Linked DNA regions of Zea mays: all the other regions are linked to region 1. The links are chromatin contacts, called in public Hi-C maps. All regions are on one chromosome and are shown on one strand. The core of a region is the stretch at or near the end of the contact, and the rest is flanking DNA. Distances in the headings are between cores, read along the strand shown. Region 1 holds the start of LOC100274158 (Pectin acetylesterase 5). Region 2 holds the start of LOC100280873 (protein transport protein Sec61 beta subunit). Region 3 holds the start of LOC100382019 (Phospholipase A1-IIgamma).

What was found. A called contact is a pair of places that touch in the nucleus more often than the background predicts.
Region 2: a contact with region 1 is called in a Hi-C map of tassel, with 2.2 times the contacts expected there. The contact joins the promoter of LOC100280873 here to the promoter of LOC100274158 in region 1. A contact is called at or near these places in 2 of 25 Hi-C or Micro-C datasets (leaf and tassel).
Region 3: a Hi-C map of tassel shows a contact between it and region 1, with 2.8 times the contacts expected there. The contact joins the promoter of LOC100382019 here to the promoter of LOC100274158 in region 1. A contact is called at or near these places in 3 of 25 Hi-C or Micro-C datasets (ear, leaf and tassel).

The regions. Positions count from the first base shown.
Region 1 is chr8:137,519,380-137,521,930 of Zm-B73-REFERENCE-NAM-5.0, reverse strand. LOC100274158 (Pectin acetylesterase 5) reads left to right here and starts at 1,288. Exons shown (of 12, transcript NM_001360546.1): 1 at 1,288-1,630; 2 at 1,793-1,875; 3 at 2,124-2,253. The coding sequence starts at 1,399.
Region 2 is chr8:137,055,467-137,058,017 of Zm-B73-REFERENCE-NAM-5.0, reverse strand. It overlaps LOC100280873 (protein transport protein Sec61 beta subunit), which reads right to left and starts at 1,263. Exons shown (of 1, transcript NM_001153793.1): 1 at 398-1,263. The coding sequence starts at 1,121. The coding sequence ends at 798. It overlaps LOC101202700, which reads left to right and starts at 2,368. Exons shown (of 3, transcript NM_001294319.2): 1 at 2,368-2,551. The coding sequence starts at 2,442.
Region 3 is chr8:137,181,680-137,184,230 of Zm-B73-REFERENCE-NAM-5.0, reverse strand. LOC100382019 (Phospholipase A1-IIgamma) reads right to left here and starts at 1,288. Exons shown (of 1, transcript NM_001174785.1): 1 at 11-1,288. The coding sequence starts at 1,242. The coding sequence ends at 58.

The sequences.
Region 1 (2,551 bases), core at 39-2,538:
CATATAGCATATAATAGTAAACAAGACTAATATTGTCTAAATTGACCACTAAATACTCAATTTTGGCATTAAATCCGGTTTTCCGGCAAAAATTGGCGGTTTACCGATCTCAAATAGCGGTTTACCGGTCCCAAAAAACGGTTTACCAACGGTTTTTGGTATTTATGAATTTTTTCAAATCTTTTGAATTTCAAACGAATTTTGAAAAAAAACCGGTGGTTTACCGAAACCGCACCTCGGCGGTTTCGGTAAACCGACCGGTTTACCGCCGGTTTTTAGCGGTTTTGTAAACCATGCCCCGATGTCGCCCGCCACTGCCTCCTTCCCGACACGTGGTGTCGCCCGACCTCGAACCCTAATGACACCCTCACCCCACTTGTCATCGTCGTGATCGATACGGCTGACAGGCACGATCTCGCTCGTCGTGACAATGCGATCCATCCTTGGCGATCGACGAACTTGGTGAACCAACGAGCCCTGTCTTAGTGTTGGAGAGGCCGTCTTATATAGCCCTTTACTGGTGCCCCACCATTTAAGGATAGACATTAGACAAATACATACGACATCAGTTCGGTCAGCAAGAACTTAGCAATATGTTTCCTTTTTTTGTTTATATTTTTTTCGTTTAACGTGTATTGATATGAAACTTGGATTCTATGTAATACTATTTTTTTGGCCGTACTTGGTTTTTGTCATGTGGTTTTCTTGGCCCCCATGAATTCTCGTCGTGTGCCCGCCACTGTCGTGTGCCCGCCACTGCACGTAAACAATATAATCTACATCGTAAACCCTTTATTTTACACGAAAAACTTTGTACTTTTGGTACCGTGGGTATTTATCATATAGCTTTAGTTAGAATCATCATTTGGGGACCAGGCTTTTGAGGGCAAAAGGGTTGAAGGAAACTTTCAATAAAGAGTCGAAACTGGTTTATTTGAGGGCAAAAGCCAAATTTCCAAGTTTTTTGGATTTGTGGATACAAAAGCTGTCTGTTCCCATGTCCTTATTTTTTCCCCCTCAATTCGTTGACTGAAAACTTTTTTAGCTTTGCTGTTTTGTTGCTTTGTTTCTCTGTAACTCTTTGTCGTTTTAATAAATTTCTGCAGGGGCTTTGATCCCTCCAGTTCAGTCGAGAAAAAAGGTTTTTTTAAAAGATGAACTACAGTGATACTCTGGGAAATGACGAAGAACGGACAGTTGGACCAAAAGGCCCAAGCAAAAGCGACCCAGCCCAGTATAAAAACGGGGCACGCGCTGCCACCACCAACCGCAGGGGGCACAGCACGACACGAGCACTCTGCACTCCACTACCGCGGTACCGCCTGCCTGCAGGCTGCAGCCCAGCCGTCCGCAGTCCGCATCAGATCCTGCGCTGCCCTGCCCTGCCCTGCCCCGACCATGCCGCCGCCGCCACCGTCGGCCCCGGCCTCGCACCACCTGCGCCTGTGGTGGAGGCGCCGGGGCCGGGCCGGCGCGGTCGGGGCCACCTTCGCCGTCGCGCTGCTCGCGACCGCTTTGCTCCTCGCGCTCTCCAGCTACGCCTCCATAGTATTCCCTGCGTCCAGTGGCCGCCGCGGCCCCGCCCTCGTCGGACTCACCCTCGTCCGCCGCGCCAGCGAGAAGGGCGCGCGTGAGTTCCCGGCTCACAACACGTCCTTGCTTTCAATTCTCAATTTCAAATTTCGAACGGCCGTCCGTCCGTTCGTACTCGCGCACGTACGGTGCCCCGAGTACTTCCCGACCAGGAATCGGCCTCGGGATCTGAGTCGGGTCTCTGCTCTGGTTTTCGCAGTGTGCTTGGATGGGAGCGCGCCCGGGTACCATCTGCAGGGAGGGTCTGGGAGTGGATCGCGGAGCTGGCTAATCCACTTGGAGGTAGGTGATGTTCCCGATCGATATCACGTTTCGATACGAGCTCGTGCGCCTTGGGTCTCGAAGCTCGTTTGAACCATGCATGCGTTGTAGATTTCAATTCCAAGCACGCATCAGGTTCCGTAGCAATGCTGTGATAAGCACCACTCCTTTAACAAAAAATTTGAGGAGTAAGAAGATGACGTGCCAACCCATTTCTTAAACAAAACATCCTATAGCTTCTCTCTTTTTTTTTTTTTTGCAACCTTTAGGGTGGAGGCTGGTGTCGTAATCTCAAATCATGTGCCTCACGTCAGAGATCAATGTTGGGATCATCCCGGTACATGGAAGGCCAGGTTGAGTTTACAGGGATCTTGAGCGATGACAAATCTCAGAATCCCGGTATTGAAGTTTCCCATCTCTCTAGTGTTTGTTACCTTTATTGTTGATTATGTATTTGTGTCTAAATTGCAACACTACACCCATTAGTAATGTCTTCACAATTGGGTAGTTGTGCCTGCAAATAGGTTTGACTGTACAATTTAGACTTTTTAGAAGCATAAAGTCCTCATCTAATTTCTAACCATCCTTGAATTGCTATTTTGCATATTAAACCAATTGGATCATATTTCACTACAATGTAGGAAACTGTTAGTATTCATGAATACAGGCGCCCCCTGTGGTATTTACATGCTTTCAA
Region 2 (2,551 bases), core at 14-2,513, 460 kb after region 1:
ACATCAGATCACACTAATAAAAGTTCGGGGAATCAAGTGACATTAGGGACCCACCCAAGTGACCCTTAACCTGACGACCAAACATTAGTGGAGGTCCATACCCTTGACCCGACACGCTTAAAACTTTGATAAAAAAACTCATAGCAGCATCCAGTTCAAGCCTAATGCAATAAGGAGCTGTCATATGCTTTGCCCATTCTAACTTCCAGGTATATAAATCAACCAGCATCATATTGTTATAACCTCGCGATGAACATAATAACATCATGTCGAGCATAGCTACTTGTACAAACTTCGAATGCTATAGTTTCAGAACAAGAGCTTGCTGGAGGGGCGAAACAAACACTGACAAATTATAGGAGCACACAACATAATGCAGAATTTTATGGCTAGCAGGTAAGGTGCGAAGCAATAATCAAACTCCCCAGTTCGGTAAAAGTACCCAGAATACCTAGCAAGTGCAGAAAGTAGTTAATGGAGCGACAACAATGGAGCACATCTAAAGCTAGGAAGATGCACTTGTAGCTAGCAAGCAGAATTAGAAGAAACTAGTCATAGTTATTCCAGTAATAATTCTCAAAGCAAGGGAAGAAAATAACAGAAAGGGCGCATTAAGTTGACCAGTACTAGGGTTTCCATCTGCAGATCGAAAGTAAGGACCAACCAAAAGCTAGGCAACACAACAAGCTGCGCGTCTCGCCATACACAAATTCATCACCCAAAAACCAAAACCTTCACCGTCTGATCTGTCTGTCTGATCCGATGTGTGGGAGCAAGAGCGGTCGGATCGGATCGGATCACGCGGAGGCCGCGGCCGTCCGGGAGCGGTAGAGCTTGCCGAAGATGTGGAGGGCGGTGACGAAGCCGATGAAGCAGAGGGACATGACGAGCACCATGGTAGGCGAGAGCCGGAGCCCCGGCGCCTCGTCGGTGTAGAAGCGGAGCATGTTGCTCCCGCCGCCCCCCGAGAATCCGCCACCCCCGCCGGACGCGGTGGCGCGGCGGCGGCGCATCCCGGCGGCCGCCGCGGCCGTGCCGCGCGGCCCCACGGTGGCCGGGCGCGCGCCGGCGCCGGCGCCAGCGCCAACGGAGGACTGCGACTGCGAGGAGGAGCGGGCCATGGCTGGCGGGCGGCGTACGTAGGGATCTGCGGCACGAGGCGGAGGATGAGTGGAGAACTCGCTCGTATGCTCGGGATCGGCGGCGCTTATGCTCCTCCCGCTGCTTCGTCGTCGTCGTCGCCTAGACGGGAGGAGATAAGCTCGGTGGTGGGGTCGGGGGATGGGCAGGTTATTACTGCGTGCCGTGCGACTGCTATTCGTTGGGCTGGCTGTATCCAACCCGTACGTACATACTATCGGCCTACGTACTCGTGATAATTGCTAAAGATCGCAAAACGGAGCCCACGAGACCCACCAGCCCATTTCATTTTATCGTTTGGACCTCGAAACCAAAGGGAGAACGTCGAGATGGCATTTGGCATTTTATCGTTTAAACTATTATGCTCCTTGGGTTAAGTGATTTTTTTTAAAAAGATCTAAGAGCGGATTTGCAAATATATAACAGTTCTATAATAAGAGGAGGGGTTGTTCCAAACCGGCCATCTCTTCCACTCAGTAGTTCTCTAGATTTTCATCCGCTTAGAACTAGTTAGTGTGCTTCACTTCTAAAGAGAAGTAAACAACTCTATCGTATTTGTCACACCTGTAAAAATGAACGGTATTGGAAGGAAGCGAGATCTTGTTGACAGTATACAAAGGCCCTCTTTGACACAACTTCTATAAATTTTTTTCATAGGTTTAAGCAAAAGATAGACCAAACAGGACATTTTTGAAGCAGTTATCAGTTTAGCTGTTTATCAGAATGTACTAAAAGCAGACAATAAATAGAAACTGTTTTTTACAACTTCTATAACCAAAATATGTTCCATGAAATTCGTGCTCAAGGCTTTATAAAAGGCTCGATTAGAGTTGGGGGTTTGTTTGGTTCAGCTTTTTTCTGAGAAGCTTTTCTAAGAATCTGATTGTGAGGAGAATCTGACTGTAAAGAGAATCTAAGTATCATGGTGATTACATGTAAAAGAAGATAAAATATTTCATAGGATTTATGATATCGAAAGTGATGGTTTTTACTATCGCAACGACTCAGCTTATTATATGTTCATGTTGATTTTAGACAATTTTGACCAAAATAATTCTTATATAAGCAGACTGAAAAGAAAAAAAGCTAGACATTTACTAGTCTGCAGCAGCTTCTGGTGTCTAGAAGCTGGAAAAAAAAGCTGCGGACCTGGTCTCTCCCTCGCCCACTTATGTGCCATTAAAGCCCAATACATGAGCTACAATGTGGCCCAGCCTCAGAAGGCCCAATAGGTGGTCACTCTACTACCCGAAGCCGCGGGCTGAACCCTAACTGACCCAGAGCGATCGGAGCTGACGACGATGGCCGGGAAGGCGGCGGCCGCGACGGCGGCGAGGTGGGCGGAGGGGTACCCGTGGAAGGAGAAGCTGGCAAAGTACAAGGGTGAGCTCGGGAAGGGGGTGTGGGGATA
Region 3 (2,551 bases), core at 39-2,538, 340 kb after region 1:
TATTATTATTATTATTATTATTATTATTATTATTATTAAAACGCCTTATAGTTCAGGTCAGAATTGCTCAAAATCCTTGAGCTCCCACTTGCCTTGATCGTTCTTGACCATGTTCTTGTTGTGCGGCACCCACCAGCTCGCCGGCACATGGTACTCGTCCTTGAGCGCGTCGGCGCTCTTGTTCACCAGCGCCACGTCGCGGTCCACCAGCAGCCTGAACTTGCCGTCGCTTCCCACCTCGCCGGCGACGGCGTGCATGTAGCTCTCAAGGCTGTGGGCCGTGACAAGGTTGGGCTTCTTGAGGTAGTGCGACAGGGCCGTGTCGATGTGCAGTGTGACGCCCAGGTCATGTAGCCAGCCCATGAGAAACGGCACCCAATCTTGCTGGTTCTTGACGTGGAGGACCTTGAGGTACTTGAACGAGGTGAAGGCGTCTCTGAAACTGTCGTTCCCGACGTGTGGGCACGCGAACACGATGGCCGTCACCGGGCACGGAGGCCGCCCGCCGAGGAGGCCGGAGGAGTTCACGCCGTTGCCGACGAGGTCGATGGCGTTCAGGATGGCCAGCGCCGATCCGAGGCTGTGGCCGACGACGGTGATGCTGGTGTCTTCGTCCCTGTGGAGCTCCATCAGCCTCCTCACCTCCGCCAGAACCTGGTCTCTGGCGCTGCCGTTGACAAAGAACGCCATGTCGGAGTTGGTGTCTTTGGGCGGCTTGGGTGGCTCCGTGTACAAGGACAGGAAGCCACTGTGCACGCGGGCGCACGGGTGCCCGTGCCCGACGGAGTGGTCCTCCAGGCCCAGCGCCGGCCAGGGACACGTCGGCAGAACCTCGACGTCCTTCCACCATTCCGCGCCTGTCATCGACCCGCGCCACGCCACGACGATGTCGCGCCTCCCTAGAGCTGCCACGCCCTCGCCGTCCGTGGCCACCGCGACGTACCCTATCCAAGTGAGCTTCGAATCCTCCCACGCGTACACGAACTTGGTCACCTTGTAGTGGCTGGCGGCGGCCACTCCCGACTTGGTCAGCAGGTCGTCGTGGCCGTACTTGCAGAGGCCAACGTGCGGCGAGTGCGGCTCGTTGTTGAAGCCGTCGCCGGTGGCCGCCACGAGCTCGCCGTAGGAGATGATGGACTTGCGGAGGTCCATGTCCAGCGGCTCCAGGAGGCCCTTCCACGACTTCTCGCCCTGGAGCTCGCGCCACCTCTTGGCAATGCTTCCAGTTCCGGACGACACCATGGCTACGTTCTACGTACCTTGGCGATGCTTTTGTTGTGGGTTTCGGTTGTGGTTTCTTCGCTAGTTCGCTTCGGCTTTGGGCCTTTTTATAGCACTTACTTAAGTATGCATGCACGTCACGTCGTCCAAGCCAGCTGAGTGCCGACGACAACATTTCATTGTGATCGCATGCTTCTAGTTAACGAGGCAGATGAATGAGATGTCTTGAAAAAAAATTCTCAAGATTTTGTATATATGCCACTCGTTTCAACACAGATCTAGTTGGAAGTTGGAACAGCTTCCTAATGAACGCATCATTTTAATGCTACTTTGACCTGGCAACGCTTACTAATCATGATGCGGCGACATGTCACTTGTCCCCCATAACTACCGTACTAACGTTCACTTGTCACCGCATTACACGGTCATATACACGATGTGCTACACACAGCTTGAACCGTGGAGTGATGTACGTCGCAATATATGGAATTCGTCTTATGCCCCGTTTGTTTCGTTGGAATTGAATTCCATTTTAATAATTATAATTTAGACAAAACTAATTAAGTTCATATATTTATATATGTAATATATTTGTATATTATCCTAAATCATATGACAGAGATAGTTATATACTACATTTATGTTATAGCGAAGCAAGTAGAAGAGTGTGCTATAAGTTGTACATCGGAAAAATAGCATGTAAATCTATAGAATCAATTTCTATCTCTCACCTCATGAATTTGAGATAGGCTTATATGATAACTTTGGAAAGTGGTGGAATATTACATTCTAAAAAAATAGTTTATTTTATTAGTAAGATTTCAATTCTTCAAAATGAAAGGAAACAAACGGGACCTATAGAAATCCTCAATGACCAAATAAAATTTCAAAAACTCATTTACACTTAAATTTTCAAAACACCTGGTCAATATTAGAAATGCATCTCTATTCGAACAAAGGTTAATTTTGTCTCATTCATGTTGGTATACCGTCTCTCTATCCCGGACATTTGCATCCACTAGCGATCAGAAAAGCATATCTCTTGAACCGTTAGTTTCTGTGATCCTGCAGTGGAGGATGATGAATAAGGTTTTTGGGAATCGCTTTTCGTGCGACTGTTCCTGACTTGAATGACGGCTCATCTTGCATATCCCCTCTGTCACTGAATTATTTTACTCGTCTTCAATAACAACGCTATCCAACCATAGTAAACTATTCCACCATTAGTTAACCACTCCATGATCTAGTCTATTATTTCATCATACGTGCAGATTCAATCATATTGTTGTTCCTATTGATATTGCTCGATTCAACTAGTATGTTAATGTTA